Regions from separate parts of the Mus musculus genome. Here all the other regions are linked to region 2. The links are chromatin contacts, called in public HiChIP or PLAC-seq, Micro-C and promoter capture Hi-C maps. All regions are on one chromosome and are shown on one strand. The core of a region is the stretch at or near the end of the contact, and the rest is flanking DNA. Distances in the headings are between cores, read along the strand shown.

What was found. Promoter capture Hi-C pulls out the DNA fragments that hold promoters and counts their contacts. Hi-C and Micro-C count contacts between places; a contact is called where the count stands out from the background. HiChIP or PLAC-seq counts read pairs in DNA pulled down with a chosen protein or histone mark.
Region 1: a promoter capture Hi-C map of liver shows a contact between it and region 2, with 2.2 times the contacts expected there. The contact joins the enhancer-like site here to the promoter of Chd7 in region 2. A contact is called at or near these places in 4 of 39 promoter capture datasets (the C10 cell line, liver and pre-B cells) and 1 of 115 datasets of contacts at active chromatin or transcription factors (bone marrow-derived macrophages).
Region 3: a contact with region 2 is called in a promoter capture Hi-C map of pre-B cells, with 6 times the contacts expected there. The contact joins the enhancer-like site here to the promoter of Chd7 in region 2. A contact is called at or near these places in 5 of 39 promoter capture datasets (the C10 cell line, cranial neural crest, liver and 1 more) and 2 of 115 datasets of contacts at active chromatin or transcription factors (bone marrow-derived macrophages and stem cell-derived neural progenitor cells).
Region 4: an H3K4me3 HiChIP or PLAC-seq map of forebrain shows a contact between it and region 2, with 8 times the contacts expected there. The contact joins the enhancer-like site here to the promoter of Chd7 in region 2. A contact is called at or near these places in 2 of 39 promoter capture datasets (hippocampal neurons and pre-B cells), 2 of 115 datasets of contacts at active chromatin or transcription factors (bone marrow-derived macrophages and forebrain) and 1 of 9 other capture datasets (embryonic stem cells).
Region 5: a contact with region 2 is called in a Micro-C map of embryonic stem cells, with 11 times the contacts expected there. The contact joins the promoter of Asph here to the promoter of Chd7 in region 2. A contact is called at or near these places in 6 of 39 promoter capture datasets (the C10 cell line, cranial neural crest, embryonic stem cells and 3 more), 1 of 484 Hi-C or Micro-C datasets (embryonic stem cells), 5 of 115 datasets of contacts at active chromatin or transcription factors (cardiomyocytes, embryonic forebrain and embryonic stem cells) and 1 of 9 other capture datasets (liver).

The regions. Positions count from the first base shown.
Region 1 is chr4:9,614,681-9,617,380 of GRCm38.p6, reverse strand. All of the region lies in intron 3 of Asph (aspartate-beta-hydroxylase), which reads left to right. Among named protein-coding and RNA genes, the nearest start is that of Asph, 53 kb to the left of the region's middle. Within about 2 kb of position 1,395, at least 44 of the 459 cell types and tissues checked have an H3K27ac peak or open chromatin away from gene starts, as enhancers often do. A contact at or near this core is called in liver, where this site is marked.
Region 2 is chr4:8,689,051-8,691,750 of GRCm38.p6, reverse strand. Chd7 (chromodomain helicase DNA binding protein 7) reads right to left here and starts at 1,345. Exons shown (of 38, transcript NM_001277149.1): 1 at 976-1,345.
Region 3 is chr4:9,638,494-9,641,193 of GRCm38.p6, reverse strand. Asph (aspartate-beta-hydroxylase) reads left to right here. Exons shown (of 24, transcript NM_023066.3): 2 at 1,847-1,996. Among named protein-coding and RNA genes, the nearest start is that of Asph, 29 kb to the left of the region's middle. Within about 2 kb of position 1,288, at least 28 of the 459 cell types and tissues checked have an H3K27ac peak or open chromatin away from gene starts, as enhancers often do.
Region 4 is chr4:9,443,287-9,445,986 of GRCm38.p6, reverse strand. The region is part of intron 5 of Clvs1 (clavesin 1); the gene reads right to left. Among named protein-coding and RNA genes, the nearest start is that of Gm11816, 160 kb to the right of the region's middle. Within about 2 kb of position 1,391, at least 67 of the 459 cell types and tissues checked have an H3K27ac peak or open chromatin away from gene starts, as enhancers often do. A contact at or near this core is called in forebrain, where this site is marked.
Region 5 is chr4:9,667,731-9,670,430 of GRCm38.p6, reverse strand. It overlaps Asph (aspartate-beta-hydroxylase), which reads left to right and starts at 1,269. Exons shown (of 24, transcript NM_023066.3): 1 at 1,269-1,650. The coding sequence starts at 1,521.

The sequences.
Region 1 (2,700 bases), core at 146-2,645, 930 kb before region 2:
AGATCTCAGTACTAAACCTTGAGCCTCTTTGCTCATCTCTGGGCCCTTCCTCAATGTTGTCTTGCTTCTCAGACAGTCATGCACTCCTGGTCAGGTGAAACTATATGCATGGGTCTAGGATTGCTGCAGTCGATGAGACATGAGCTGTGAACAGTGTCCACTGTCACAGTGTGGGTGAAGGAACACTGCTTCCCTAGAAGAAGTTCCTCTCCCTCAGGGAGACAGGTAAGGAGCAGCCAGGCAGGGATGCCACATGGTCCACTGCGCTCCAGGCTGGCAGGCTCTGTGTTGGTTTCCAATTCTTTTCTCCTCCTCTCCTTTTATCTGCCCCAGTATAGAGAGTTGAACATGACTGGTCAGAATGGATATTTTACTGTAAGAAGCCATGGGACAGAGATCCCATCCTGACCCTTGACCTGCAGGAATTCTAGACAATGAGAGAACATGGTGGAATGACAATGTAATAATAAGTACAGCCAGGCTTGCTTTATTGTGAGTTTTCAGTTTCTTCCTGGTGTATCTGAAGAGAACATTTCTATCATTAGGAAGCTGAAGGGTAAGTATTATTTGGCAGTTATAGTTTCACACAAACTTTTTTTTTTCAGGGTATTGGGGATTGAATGCAGACCCTACCGATGCTTAAACAAAGGCTATTCCTTAATTCCTTTTGTTCTTATTTTGAGACAGACTCTCACTAAGTTGTCCTGCTGGCTGTCACCTGTACCTCAGGCTGGCCTTGATCTTGCATCTTCCTGATCTAACTTTAACCTTCTGAGATTATAGCCATGCACCACTACACAAGGTTTCATGAAAAATTGGAGAAAAAAAAAATCCTCTGTAGTAAACTGCATTCCCATATCCTGCTTGCCCAAGGATATAACCACAAAAACCAGATTTTTGTTTTTTATTTGGCTTGGTTTTCTTTTCACAGACATCAATTTCTGCAAGAGGTTTTACATTTGTAGGGTCTATTTAAAGCTTTTGCAATTTGTGATAGTGGTGTTTTCTAAATGCTGCAGCAGTATTTCTCACTTGCTGACTCACTCTCACTTGCCCCTTCCCCCCACGCCCCTGGGGAATCTGCAGTGTGTCACTGACTTGATGGGGACTGAGAGATGGGCTGTCAGGTAGACAGTCCCTCCAGTGAAATGCTGTGTGGTAACAAAGGACTGAGGTAGAAAGACAAAGTACAGGCCATGCTCCTGTGGCAGTTCCCTCTGCCGAGAATACCCTCGTGTGGGACCCAGCCCCCTGGCACATTGGCACCTATGGTGTGGCATGTAACTTATCTGGGAGGCTGGGCTCGGTGCCACAGCCGCAGTGCCCAGCTCCTGTTCACCCTTGCTCTCAGTCTGTGATTTGCACAGTACCTGGCCAGTAACCAACAGTCTATAGCCAGTGTTTGCTTGCTGAGTGGGGAATATACACAGTAGATAAGCTGAAAGGTTCTGGGTCTTTTAAGACCTTTGGAAGAGAAACGTTAGCTTTCTAAAAGACAAGCAAAGAAAAACTTGAGTAACTGCAATTTTTAACTGTGCCTATTGCTGTGTGCAAGGGGTGCAGCAGATTTGATTTTTGAATAAATGAAAAATAAATTGGGGCAAAAACCCCACAATTTTACTGGGTCTAAATGATCTGTCTTTACTGAAGGGATGCAGGTTTTTCCCCTTTTGTTCTTGGTGGAAATCAAAGGTGTATTGAGTGCCAGTTACAGATGCACCCTGCTTACTTAGGCCACAGAGCTCATCCATCCTGGGCACTCAGAACTCCCTTAGTCCTGTTCCCATGATGGTAAGGAGAGGACACTGTCCAGTCCTCGTGGAGTCTCCTTTCTGGTCCTGAATTCAGGCTGTTAGAGAGGAGCCTTATTGTCAGAGTCTGTACAGTGGCATGCATTTCCTCTTTCTGAATTTTTGTCTTTCCTGGATCCAGTAAAGGTCCCTTGAATGAAGAGCACACCTATTTTTATCAAGGGGGCAGTATTTGGTCCTGGTGATCTCAGACTCTTGCTTAGTTCTGAGATTATTGGTGTACTAATAAGATATGTACTTACCGACTGTACAGGGCAGGAACGAGAAGAAACTTCAGCATGATCGATCAGCATCTATGTCATTTTGGTGTATTGAGCTCTCGGAATATCTGTCAGGTTTCATGTGCTTGTTAGCCCTTTTCTCAGGATGTATTAATTTGTATTGTTAGGCCATATGCATGTGGAACAGCTGCTTGTCTTGGCATCCATTCTGCAAAAGTGACAATAGCTGGAGGAATCTGGAGGGGGTAAGATCAACTTTCACCTGGTCTCTACACCATAGTATTAGTACACTGAAGGCTAAATAATTTTTAAAGAAGTCTTAAGTTTTACATTTATGTAGCATTTCTATTGTGTTGGGTATGGTTAGCACCTAGAGATGACAGGAAGTGTGCAGGGGACATGCATAGGAGATTATAGACAGTGTCCAGTTTCTAAAAGGGACTTGAACATCTTTGGCTTTTTTATCTTGGAGGCCCTCGATCTAATCCTCTGTGAAAACTGAAGAACAGTGTAATTCTTAGGAAAGGCGATTCATTCTTTCTGGACGGGAGAGACCTAGTATCCTAGGGCATTTCTGTGTTTAAACCCTGTCTGCCTTTCCTGCCCCATTGACTCAGGCTTCTAAGTTTGCTATTCCGTTGCCTGCGGATTGTAGTGCGGCTCAGGGC
Region 2 (2,700 bases), core at 96-2,595:
GGGAGGGGAGCGGGGACGCGAGTTGGGATCGCGGATTAAAGTCGCTATTATGCCGCCGCTGGCGGCCCGGCCAGCTCGGCAAGGTGGGGTCCCCCGGTCGCCCGCCCGCACTCGCCCCAGCCCGGCTCCCTTTCTTCTCGTCCTCGCGCACTTGGGAGCTGCCGGGGAGCCCCAGGAACCCCTAGCTGCGGGCTCGGAACTCTGCGACCGCCGCCGCCACCGGCTGGGCTCGGGACGCCCCCCGCGCCGCGTGTTCGCGCCACCCCCGCCCCCGCCCCACGCGGCGCCCCGCGCACTTTCCCTGCCGCCGACCCACCTCGCCCGTGGCCGTCCCCGCACGGGCTAGCGCCGCCGCGCCCGCAGGGACGCACTTTGTTCGCGCCGGTGCGGCCGCCGCTCCCGGCGAGCGCGGCGTGGTCGGGCCGGAGCGGGGGGCGGGGGCGAGGCGGGGGGCGCCGCCGTCCCCGAGCCCCGCGCTCAGCGCCCCGCGCCCGCGCGCCCGCCGCCGCTCGCGCCGGAGTTGGAACCCAACTTTTTCCTCCTTCCCTTTTCTCTCGAACGCAGCCGGCAACTCGTGCTCGGTGCCGGCGGGAGGAAACGCGCTCGCGCTCCCCAGAGCGCAGACACGCTCCCTCCTGTCCCCGTCCCCCCCGACGCCGGCAGCACAACAAAAAGCCATTTACATGCGAGGAAGTGACCCTCGGCCGCCCCGCGCGCCCCCGCCGCCGCCGGCCCCGCGGACGCAGGCAAAAGTTGGGGCGCGGGGCGGCGCTCGGGCCGCGGGTTCGGGCCCCGGCGGCAGCAACGCAGGCGACCGGGCGGGCGGCGCTACGCTCCTGCCGACCGCGGCCCCCGCGCACCTCTCCCCGCGCCCCGCACACGCCCAACTCCCCTCTCGCAACTCCGCGCGGCCGCGGCCCGGCACGGTTTCCTGCCGCCGCCCCTCCCGGGGGCGCCGGGGAAGTCTGCGCTCACCGGCTCGCTCCTTCGCTCGGGCTAGTCAGCCGCCGCGCGCCGTGGGGAACAAAACGCAGAGCGGCTCCGGAGTTGGCTCGGCGGCCGCGGCCGGGGGCTGATCCACGGACGCGGAGTTGGCCGCGCGCGGACGGGGCTCTGGCGAGTTGCGGGGTCTCCGGGTCCCCGGGCCGCCTCCTCCGCGGCGCTCCTTTGTGTAATTCCACTCGATTCAAGTTTAATCCGATAGTTCCCGAGCACGAGCGCGTCCGCACCACCACGGCTCAACCCCCGCGCCGCCGCCGCCACCGCTGCCGCCGCCGCCGCCGCCGCCGCCGCGGCCCCAGCACGCCAGCGCCTGCGCGCGCCCTGCACGCCGCGCGCACGAGCCTCCCGGGCCGCGCGCGCCCGCGGCCGGCTCTCTCCGCGGCGCGCCCGCGCCCGCGCGCCGCCACCTGACGTCAGGCGCGCCTGGCATAATTTATGCAAGAATTCGGCCGGGGTGGCGGAGGCCGCGGAGAGGCCGAGAGAAGGGGGCGGCGCGGCGCGGGCGGCCGCCCCTTCCCGTCCCGCCGGGCGCCGGCGCAGCGGGCGGGTGTCGGTCCCGGTGCGCGGCCGCCGCAGCCTCTCGGGCCGCCTGCTGCCAGCGCTCTCGCGCGGGTGCAGAGGGTGCCACGTTTCCGCGCAGCACCTTCCCGGAGCCGCGGTGCGCCGCCCTGGGGCAGGAAGCGGAGGCCCGGAGCCCGTAGTGACCCCCCGCCACCGCGAGGGGTGGCCAGCCCGGTGCGGACCGAGGAGGCTAGGGGTGTTTGGGTGTCTCTTCTGTAATTATCCTTCAACTTGAGATGATTTTCCCACACGAAATACCTAGGATGGACGCCTTTCCTTTCAAATAGATCCATCCCTGCCTCACCACTTGGCTTTAACTGACGTCCTCGGTGATAGGACAGCGGGATCTGCCACTAAATCAAAAAGTTTTAACTAGAGAGCATTGATTTTAGTTGAATTTGTTAGCATGCCAAAAAACGAAGGGATAGCGCAATGGTTATGAAACAAAGAAATAGGATGTGTGCCCATTTTTAAACGTGTCAGAACTGGAGTGTTTTCATCATTCCTTCGCCAATGTGGCACTAAATATCATCTTCCAGCTTTGAATAGCCGACCTTCTTGCCCATTTCTCTTTCCGGTACAAGATGAATATTAACCTTGAAGACATTTTTTAAATTAGTTTCCCTCTTGTGTAATAGATATTTAAACATTTACTAAGCATCTTTTGTGTGTGAAACACGGAGCAGATTTATAAACGGTCAACAATTGTAAACTCCAGTATGGTTTTATTAGGCTAAAGACTGCACTCACTTATAAATAAGGAAGGAGGTTATACAGCCAGCTATGACAGCTGTGTAAGTGCTATTGAACTCAAAAATCGTAGAGAAAAGGCAAAGCATGCTAATCTGGCCCACTGATGGTTGTACTACTACTGAGCTTAGAATCACACAGTTTTATATGGACAAATGACTTGCCAAAACTGCTTCATTTATACTGCAGCTTAATCAGTTAGACATCTATCTCCTAATAGAAATAGTTTTACTCTTTTTTTTAAAAAATTTTTTTACAATTGTTGCTTATTTAAGTGCATTGATTCTGGTTTTCTTTCGCCATAAGTTGGATTTCTAAAAGAAACATAGTCATCAAATAGTTTACAGATAATCAGAAGAAAACATTAACACTACAGGGAAAAAAATG
Region 3 (2,700 bases), core at 39-2,538, 950 kb before region 2:
CACTCATAACGCATAAAATAAATCTAAGAAAAGAATATCCTTTTAACAAACAGTTTCAGTTCTCTTTCTGAGTAATGCATTGGAATTATTTAATTGCCTGAAGCTGCTAGTTCTTTTAGTAGCATGTGTGGAGGTAGAAGGTGGGTTCTGAGTAAAAGCTGATGGAGATGCGAGTCATGCAGGTCAGCCCTCTTTAGACGCTGAGGACTTAGGACCGCAGAGGTCATTTCCTGAGCTTTGCAGTGCCGATGAGGGTGAGGATTCCTGTCCTTGAGAATTCAGGGGTTTCTAGGCAGGAAATGCCCCATGCAAGGGATGCTTAGGGATACTGGTGAATAATCCCGGGACCCCTCTGCCTTTGGGCTGGGGAAACTCAGCATGTTGGATGTTGTGGCACGTGAGAAACAGTTGCACAGAATGAACAATGTCCTGCTTAAGCCTCTAGAAATACCTTTAGCAGAAATGTGGGCAAGTTGCCATGAGGGCCACATGTATGTAGCAGTGCTCGGGCCAGTGCTGTGGGAAGAGCCCACAGTGCCACTCATACCTGGCATTGTCCTTCTGTAAGATGGAGCAAGGTTTCCTTTTCCCAGATGCCCTTTGGGGATATGATATAACCTTCTAAGTATATTTGTTTATAATTGTGGAATATAACATTCTTTTAAAAGTGAATATGATGCTAATTTATAAAAAAGTATTGACTTTTTTTTATTAGTAATGACCAGTGACTTCTGTTTATTTGACCATTAGAAGAATATTTCTGGAGGATTATAAGGCACATAAAACATAGCAAACGTGATAAACGACACTTGGTGAACAGCAGTTTACAGAGCTGTTTCCTGCATTGAGTCCAGTTGGCAAGGCCTGCTTCCTGCCTTCCCACGCCCTACTGGGTCTCCTGGAGGAGGGAGATGGAACTGGGCTGGATTGCTTCTTTTTGTCTGTGATTTCTGTTTTTGTACCTCCTCTCTCTCACCTTTCCCAATATTGCATAATTTTAGAGGGAATTGTCTCCTTCTGTGGCGGTTATGACTCAGGACTGTGTACAATGTAAATAGGATATGGAAAAAGGTCCATAGGCACCTCTTGATTTCATTTAATTTATACTCACTGAACTTCAAGGGTTCTAGGGTGGGTTTCTGATTGCGTGTAGGCAAGAGATATCGCTCCATAAGAAAATAGCAACTCACCAGCACCAGGAAAAGCCAGCTTCCAGTAAAGGAGCCAGCAGAGCCGTAAGGCACCAGGAAGATCAGCACAGCCATTCAGGGATTAGAGAGCCATGTAGGACGGAGAGCCACAGAAGGGGAAGGCAAAACAGATTGCCTGTCCCCATGTCCATGCCACCTGCTAAAGACTTGGATGCTGTAGCAAAATGAAAACTGAACAGCTTTGGCTAGTTGAAAACTTACATTTTTTGATAATACAAGATAACAGTGAGAAATATCAAAACGGGACCAGTATTTTCCTTGGTACAGGAAGGCAAGAACCTGAAGTTTCAGGAAGGCAGATGACATACCAGTGTCTGCTAATTAGCACGAGAGGCAGGACATGTGGCCGTGCAGACTCTTTTGACAAAGGACTTGGGAGGAATTCTATTTAAAAGCAAAACCAAAGTGTAACCCAATCAGGAGTTTGCTTGTGTTCAAAATTAAGATTATTTAAGCATGGTGATTGAGTAAGCAGAAGCTTCTCGTGTTCAGAGTCATTAATTTATGGAGTGCACTTTGAGAATTTAGTTAAAACGTGTTTCTGAAATGATTTATCAAATTACTGTCAAAATGGTGTTCAGCCAAGTATCTTCTTCCGCTGTGATGACACATGCCATTTTTCTCTCTCCACACAGAGGCAAAGCACGGAGGACACAAGAATGGGAGAAGAGGAGGGATTTCAGGAGGGTCCTTTTTCACATGGTTCATGGTCATTGCATTGCTCGGCGTCTGGACATCTGTGGCTGTCGTGTGGTTTGACTTGGTCGATTATGAAGAAGTTCTAGGTAAGAACTAGGGTATGATTTCTCTAGTGAGCTTGTAAGAGTGAAAATCCAAGGATTGTTATTTCTTCTCTTGTATTATGACAGGTTGTAGCTTCCCACCAACTCTTGAAAAAGCAAAGGGCTGCCCCAGAGTAGTGACCTGAATCTTGAAGATTTCTGTGTAGGCTCTCTATTTATTGTGGTATATGGATGCTTCCATCAAAACAAATTTTGTTAAATTCATTTTCGCTATTTTCTGCACTCTTTATTTTCTGTTCAGGTTTATTATGAATTTTAAAAAATTCTAGATCATGAACTGATTCCTTTAGTGGGTATAGATCTGAAGTAGCATCTTATTGTATAGCCCAGGTTGGCCTGGAACCTACAATGATCCTCCTGCCTTGGCTTCCAAGTGTTAGGGTTACAGATGTGAGCTGCCGTGGTTGGTTGATGGCAAAACCTTTCTCTAGAGAGAGTTTTCAAGGAACACCTACCTGCCCATGTCTGATGAGATAAGAGTGTGTGTGCACGGCTGGGTGAGTTCTGGGTGGACCACGTGGTTAGGTAGGGGGCATCTCCATCCTCATTTGAGGAAGTTCCTGGGGGTACTTCCTGTTCTCTTCATATAATCACCTATGTGAGTGTATGCATGTGTGTGGGTCAGAATAGGGCGATGGGTCCCTTGGAGCTGGAGTTTTAAACCATCATGAGCCGCCTGATATGGG
Region 4 (2,700 bases), core at 142-2,641, 750 kb before region 2:
GTTTGGCTAGGCTCTCCCTTGAGTTAGGTGTTAACCATTTGTTTCTTGAGAATCAATCTCTGCATTTCATCGGGGAGAACCCCACAAAAGTCATTTTAATTTTCCAAGTTAACAGGAGGGTTAGTTTTGTGGAAGAACTCAGAACTCTCTGACCCCTTGGCTTGTAGCACTTCCCTCCAGGAATAGAAATTTCTGCTGGAGGTAGAAGGTGGATTTGACCAAAGCACATTGTATTCATGTTTGAAATTCTCCAAGAATAAACTGAAAATATATTTGGGTCTGAGGAAATAGCTCAGTCAGTAAAGTGCTTGAGGCACAAACATCAAGACCAGACTGGAAGTCCCAGAACTCACATTTAAAAAAAATAAATAAACAAAGACATGCTTGCAATCCTAGTGTTGGAGAAGAGAGATGGGGAGAGCCTTGGGAACTTCCTGCCAGTCTGCGTAGTCTACTCAAAGCCGGTGGGAGAAACCGGTTTAAACAACAACAAAAAAAAAAAAAAAAAAAAAAAAAAACAATCAAGGTAAACAGCACTTGAGAAATGAGGTCTAAAGTTATCCTCTGATCCACACACAAATGTGCACACATGTATATGCACACCATGTAAACATTCACCCATACAAAAAAAGTGCATATGCAACACACACACACACACACACACACACACACACACACACACACGTGTACACACACACATGCACGTACTGCATATTTTTAAAGGATCCTAAGCAATCTTCATGGCTTTTTTCTCCAATAACCTCAAGTACAGAAGAAGTTCCCCCCAAGGGGCTCCCCGCTAGATTAGAATGCCAACACGAACTTTATGTCCTCAGGTTAACGCTGCCTTCTCCTTTGTAAATTGGAGATAAAAATAATGCCTATATTATGGGGAATAGCAGATGCTGCAGAAGTGAGGCCTAGAGGGATTTCTGTGTTTGAAAGAGCCTCATCTCTGCAGTCATTCAACATTCGGGGGGTGGGGGTGTAGGTTTGTGAGCGCCGAGGTGTGAGCATTGAGCGTTTATAGTGCTTTTGCTAACACACTTTGAAAGCGAGCTCAGATGTGGGAGGTGGTCCACAGAAGCACAAGACATGTAGATTTTGAGCACATAGATATTTGTGGACATTCTTATCAGCTATCAAATCAGAACTTAAAATAACAGTGCAGAAAATGACTGCAGGCGTTCACACTGCCTCCTCTGAGTAGTCAGGTTTCTGTAGGACTAGACCAGCACAGAGAGCCAGGAGTCAGCCTCTCCGTCCACACTCCTTTCCCTCCCTCCAGAATCAGTGGTGTGAGCCCGGTGACGTCACCACAGCAGGACCGGGATGTGATGTTCTGAAGAGGCAGAGGTATGGTGGAGGCTGCCAACAGCTGAGACAATCAATGCTGGTGACTCATTCCACCCCTGGGACAGCTTGGAGAAGAATGGCTAGTACTCTGCGTAACAGAGCCCTTTCATAGCTCTGGTTTTTAATCAAATGAGAGTACATTGATGGAACTTGTCTGGTGTTATTAGCTCAGTGTGAATATCAGGCCTCTGAATACTCACATCCATCCATCAGAATGTAACTTGCAGCGTGGGCGACTGTCTGTGTGGCGGGTAGACTCAGGGCTGGCATGGTGGTGACACACAGCCATGACAGCAACAGATGCTAAGTGAAAGCCCAGTGAATAGACCTGAAGAACGAGTGGGAAAACGGGTGGAGGGTGAATGGCTGGATGGACAAAGTGGAGAATGAAATGCCAAAGGATTTGAAATGTGGTAAAGGAGATAACGTTTTGTTTGGAATGGAGAAAATAAAACAAAAGACTTTGCTCCCTGAGGTCTTGATAAATGTATAGCCTAGCATACTGGTGCACAGCTACAATTCCAGCACTCAGCAGCTGAGGCAGGAAGACTGTGGTTTTGGAGCTAGCCTGGACTATTTAGTACATTTCAGCCCAGCCCCAGCTACATATCAACTGAGACCCTGCTTATAAATATATAAACAAGTAAATAAACAGCAAGAAAGATTGCTTAGTTGGGACAGTTTCCCAGGCAACAACGAGGATGGAGATGGCATCAAATGCCCAGTGCTTAGGAAGACCAAGCTGGTTCCACGGCCACGTCCTGGCAGTGATGGGCATGGTTCATCATGTTAAACGCTACACAAACAGGATTTCCTGTACAACTGCAATGTCTTACATGCAGTCAATTACTGGTTTTCCCCTTTTAAGTTAAATAGTTGCAGATCAGTATACAAGGAGAAGAATGTCTGGGTATGTATTCCAGAGACTTCAGACACAGCGAATGGGGCATAATAATAAGTGTGCTGGACTTTGTCCAGGGCCAATGGAAAATTGAATCAAGGCTTTAAGTGGAGGAAAAACAAATGAAATGGATTTTTTCCTTGTGTGTGTGTGTGTGTGTGTGTGTGTGTGTGTGTGTGTATGTACATAGGGAATGTGGAGGCCAGAGGACATACAACATATACAACCTTGGAGTCCTACGTGGTAGTGGAAGACCAACCTCTTCAAAGCACATTTTTCTGTGAGACTGAGTTGGGAGCCCTGATGCGACCTCCTGGTACATCCGCAAGACTTGTCCAGCAACTCTGTCTTCTACACAGGCCACAGATTTCTGTACGTTCAGGAGCATCTTGAAGCTGCTTATAGGGCAGCCTTTAGCATCCAATTCTAATATTTACCCTTCA
Region 5 (2,700 bases), core at 20-2,519, 980 kb before region 2:
ACATTTGTGGAAGCTAGTTAAGATTGAACCTTTAAAGCATCAACTCTATAATAGTGTTTTGTGAGTAATTAAAATTTTTTATCTTGGGGATGGAGAGTTATTTATCTATTGTAGTTTAGATATCAGCACCTTCCATTAAGTGATATGGATCAGATTTGCCTCTCTGCCTCCCCCCATTCCCATCATTGTTTCCTGCTGAAAGAATGTCCTTTGTGGGCAAGAAGTTGTGTTCAAAAGAGAGGACTCCTGGGTGCCGAGGAGGCTCAGAGATAAAGAAATGCAGTAAGAATGGACGGCAGCACCCACCTTCATGGCTGTGTGAAAACGATGCCCTCTTTTTCCCTGTTCTGTGAGGCTCTTGGGTTCCACTTTTTTCCCCGGGCGGTACCCAGTATTCACAGCTGACAAGGCAGAGGCCAGTGGACCCTAATGATGGTCAGTGGTGGTTGAGGAAACTGCAGTCTCAGAAGGGGTCGTCCCACAGCAGTGGCTCACTCTGGGTCTTCTACAAGGGGCTGCTTCCAAGAACTCCTGGAAGATCTCGACATTGACAGCAATGTATTAAATCACCACATACTTCATGTTTTTTTGTTACCCACAGACACCATGTGGGCAATTGGTAACAAATGATCATGGTCTCTGCTGGACCTTGGCTGGTTCATCCAGCTGTTGCCATTTTTCTTTTGAATATTCAGTTCTCAATCCCGACGCAGTACACTGCATAAGCATAGGAGATCAATGGCTGGGGACATGAAGAAATTCTAGGTATTAGTGTGATGAGAGTGTTGTGCATGGTTAAGAAAATAGGGTTTTTGAGTCATGTTAACATTTTAATGTCTTAACTAAAGGTTCTCCAAAACTACTGATGGCACAAATCCTTATTTTTGACACTGGAAGGCTCAACAATCACAGTGTACTGGCGGAACTGTGGCAAATCCTTTTCAAAGAGAGGGCTTGCACCCTTGGTCGTACTTAGGCACCGGAACCAAATTCCCAAGAAGCCAAGAGGTGGTGCGCAGCTCTCGGGCACCGCCCTCATACCCGCCCCATCCCGTTGGAGCCAGAACACCAACGCTCGCGAGAGTCCTGCCGGCTTCCACGTTTGCCACGTTCCAGAGGATCCAGGCAGACTAGAAAGCCACAAGCCGCTGGGGCTTTGCAGTCACTGCGCAGCAAAAGACAAGCTTTGGCCTGAGGAGGGCAGGCGCGCGTAGCCTGCCCCGCCCCCTGCCAGCGGTCCTCGGGATTGGCTCGTGTTGGCGTCTTTCAGATCTGGTGGGTGGGCAGAGGCTGGCGTGGGCGGGGCCGAGGCCGGGGGGAGCTGAGCGCTCTTGGCAGCCTAAGGAGTCGCAGGCTGGGCGCACGCGAGGCTAACCGCGCGGCTGCACGCTGGTGCAAGTCGTCCGAGGCGCAGCGAGCGCAGTGGACGCTAAGGCGCTGCTACAGGAGTCTCGAAGCCCCGGTGTCCCTAGTGCACTCAGCAAGGCCCCGGTTCTCTGCAGTCCCCGGAGCAGCTCGCGATGGCCCCGCGCAAGAACGCCAAGGGCGGCGGCGGCAACAGCAGCAGCAGCGGCAGCGGCAGCGGCTCGGGCAGCGGTAGCCCGAGCACGGGTAGCAGCGGTAGCAGCAGTAGCCCCGGGGCTCGGAGAGGTCAGAGTCCCCGCAGGCCAGGCCCTGGCTGCGGGCGGGAGCCGGGTGGGCGCTGCAGGTCTGGTCTGATCCTACGTCCGCCGCTCCTCTCCATCCTTAGCGAGGCTCCTGTGTGCGCGGGGCGAGGCCGCGCTCACCGGGCGGGGAGGCGGAGGAGCAGAGTCGGCCGGAGGGGGACCCCTAGCACCAGCCTGCCCGAGCATTGGCCGGCCCTTTCTTGCCTTTCCTGATGGAAGCTGGGTGTAGAGGGCCCTTTATCTTTTTGCAGTTTTCGGGGCGCTTGACCCTGAGCCAAAGTCAGAGAAAGTAAGTTTCAGCCTGGCCAGCAGCGTTGAGGAGCGGCTTGGAGGAGTGTATTCAAGGGCCGGGATGAGACTTGATGCTTCGTTCTTGCAAATTATTTTAAGGAGTTTTGTTTAGTTTTCTTAATATGTATTGCGTTTGCCTTTTAAAATACAAAGGGACATCATAAAGTACTATAGGGATTTTCTCTGTGCCTCCTTTTTCTTTTCTCAATAAAATAAAATAAAATCATAACCCCCCCCCCCCCAAAAAAAAAACCCAACCAAACAAAAAACCCAAAACCCACAAACAAAAAACCCTACTGGTTATTCACCTTTCTTCTCCATGTGCTTAGCCAGCAGAGTGGAGAACAGATGTTTTAAATCTGTTTCGTGTCAGATTTCACCGGTTCTCGGTTTCTCTTATATTTCCTTTGACTCATATTTAGAATATTGGAACTGGAACACACATGTGTATTGAATGTGAGCTCTCAATATCACTGGAAATGATTTAGATTCTATGCTTTGGTCTATGGGCAGCTCATTATTATATGTCATATATAGATTGGATGATTATGGTTTTATTAGTATATGTCAGGACGATAGATGAGCCAACTATGGTTTTTCTTCATAGCACTTGCTGTCTTCATGTATATTCTGTCTTCATGTATTGTCTTTGTTTCACTCTCTTCTATTCCCCATTATCAACTAGAATAGTTCGTTTCCTTAATAGCTGTGCAATAAATATTTGATTAGAAAATGAATGAAT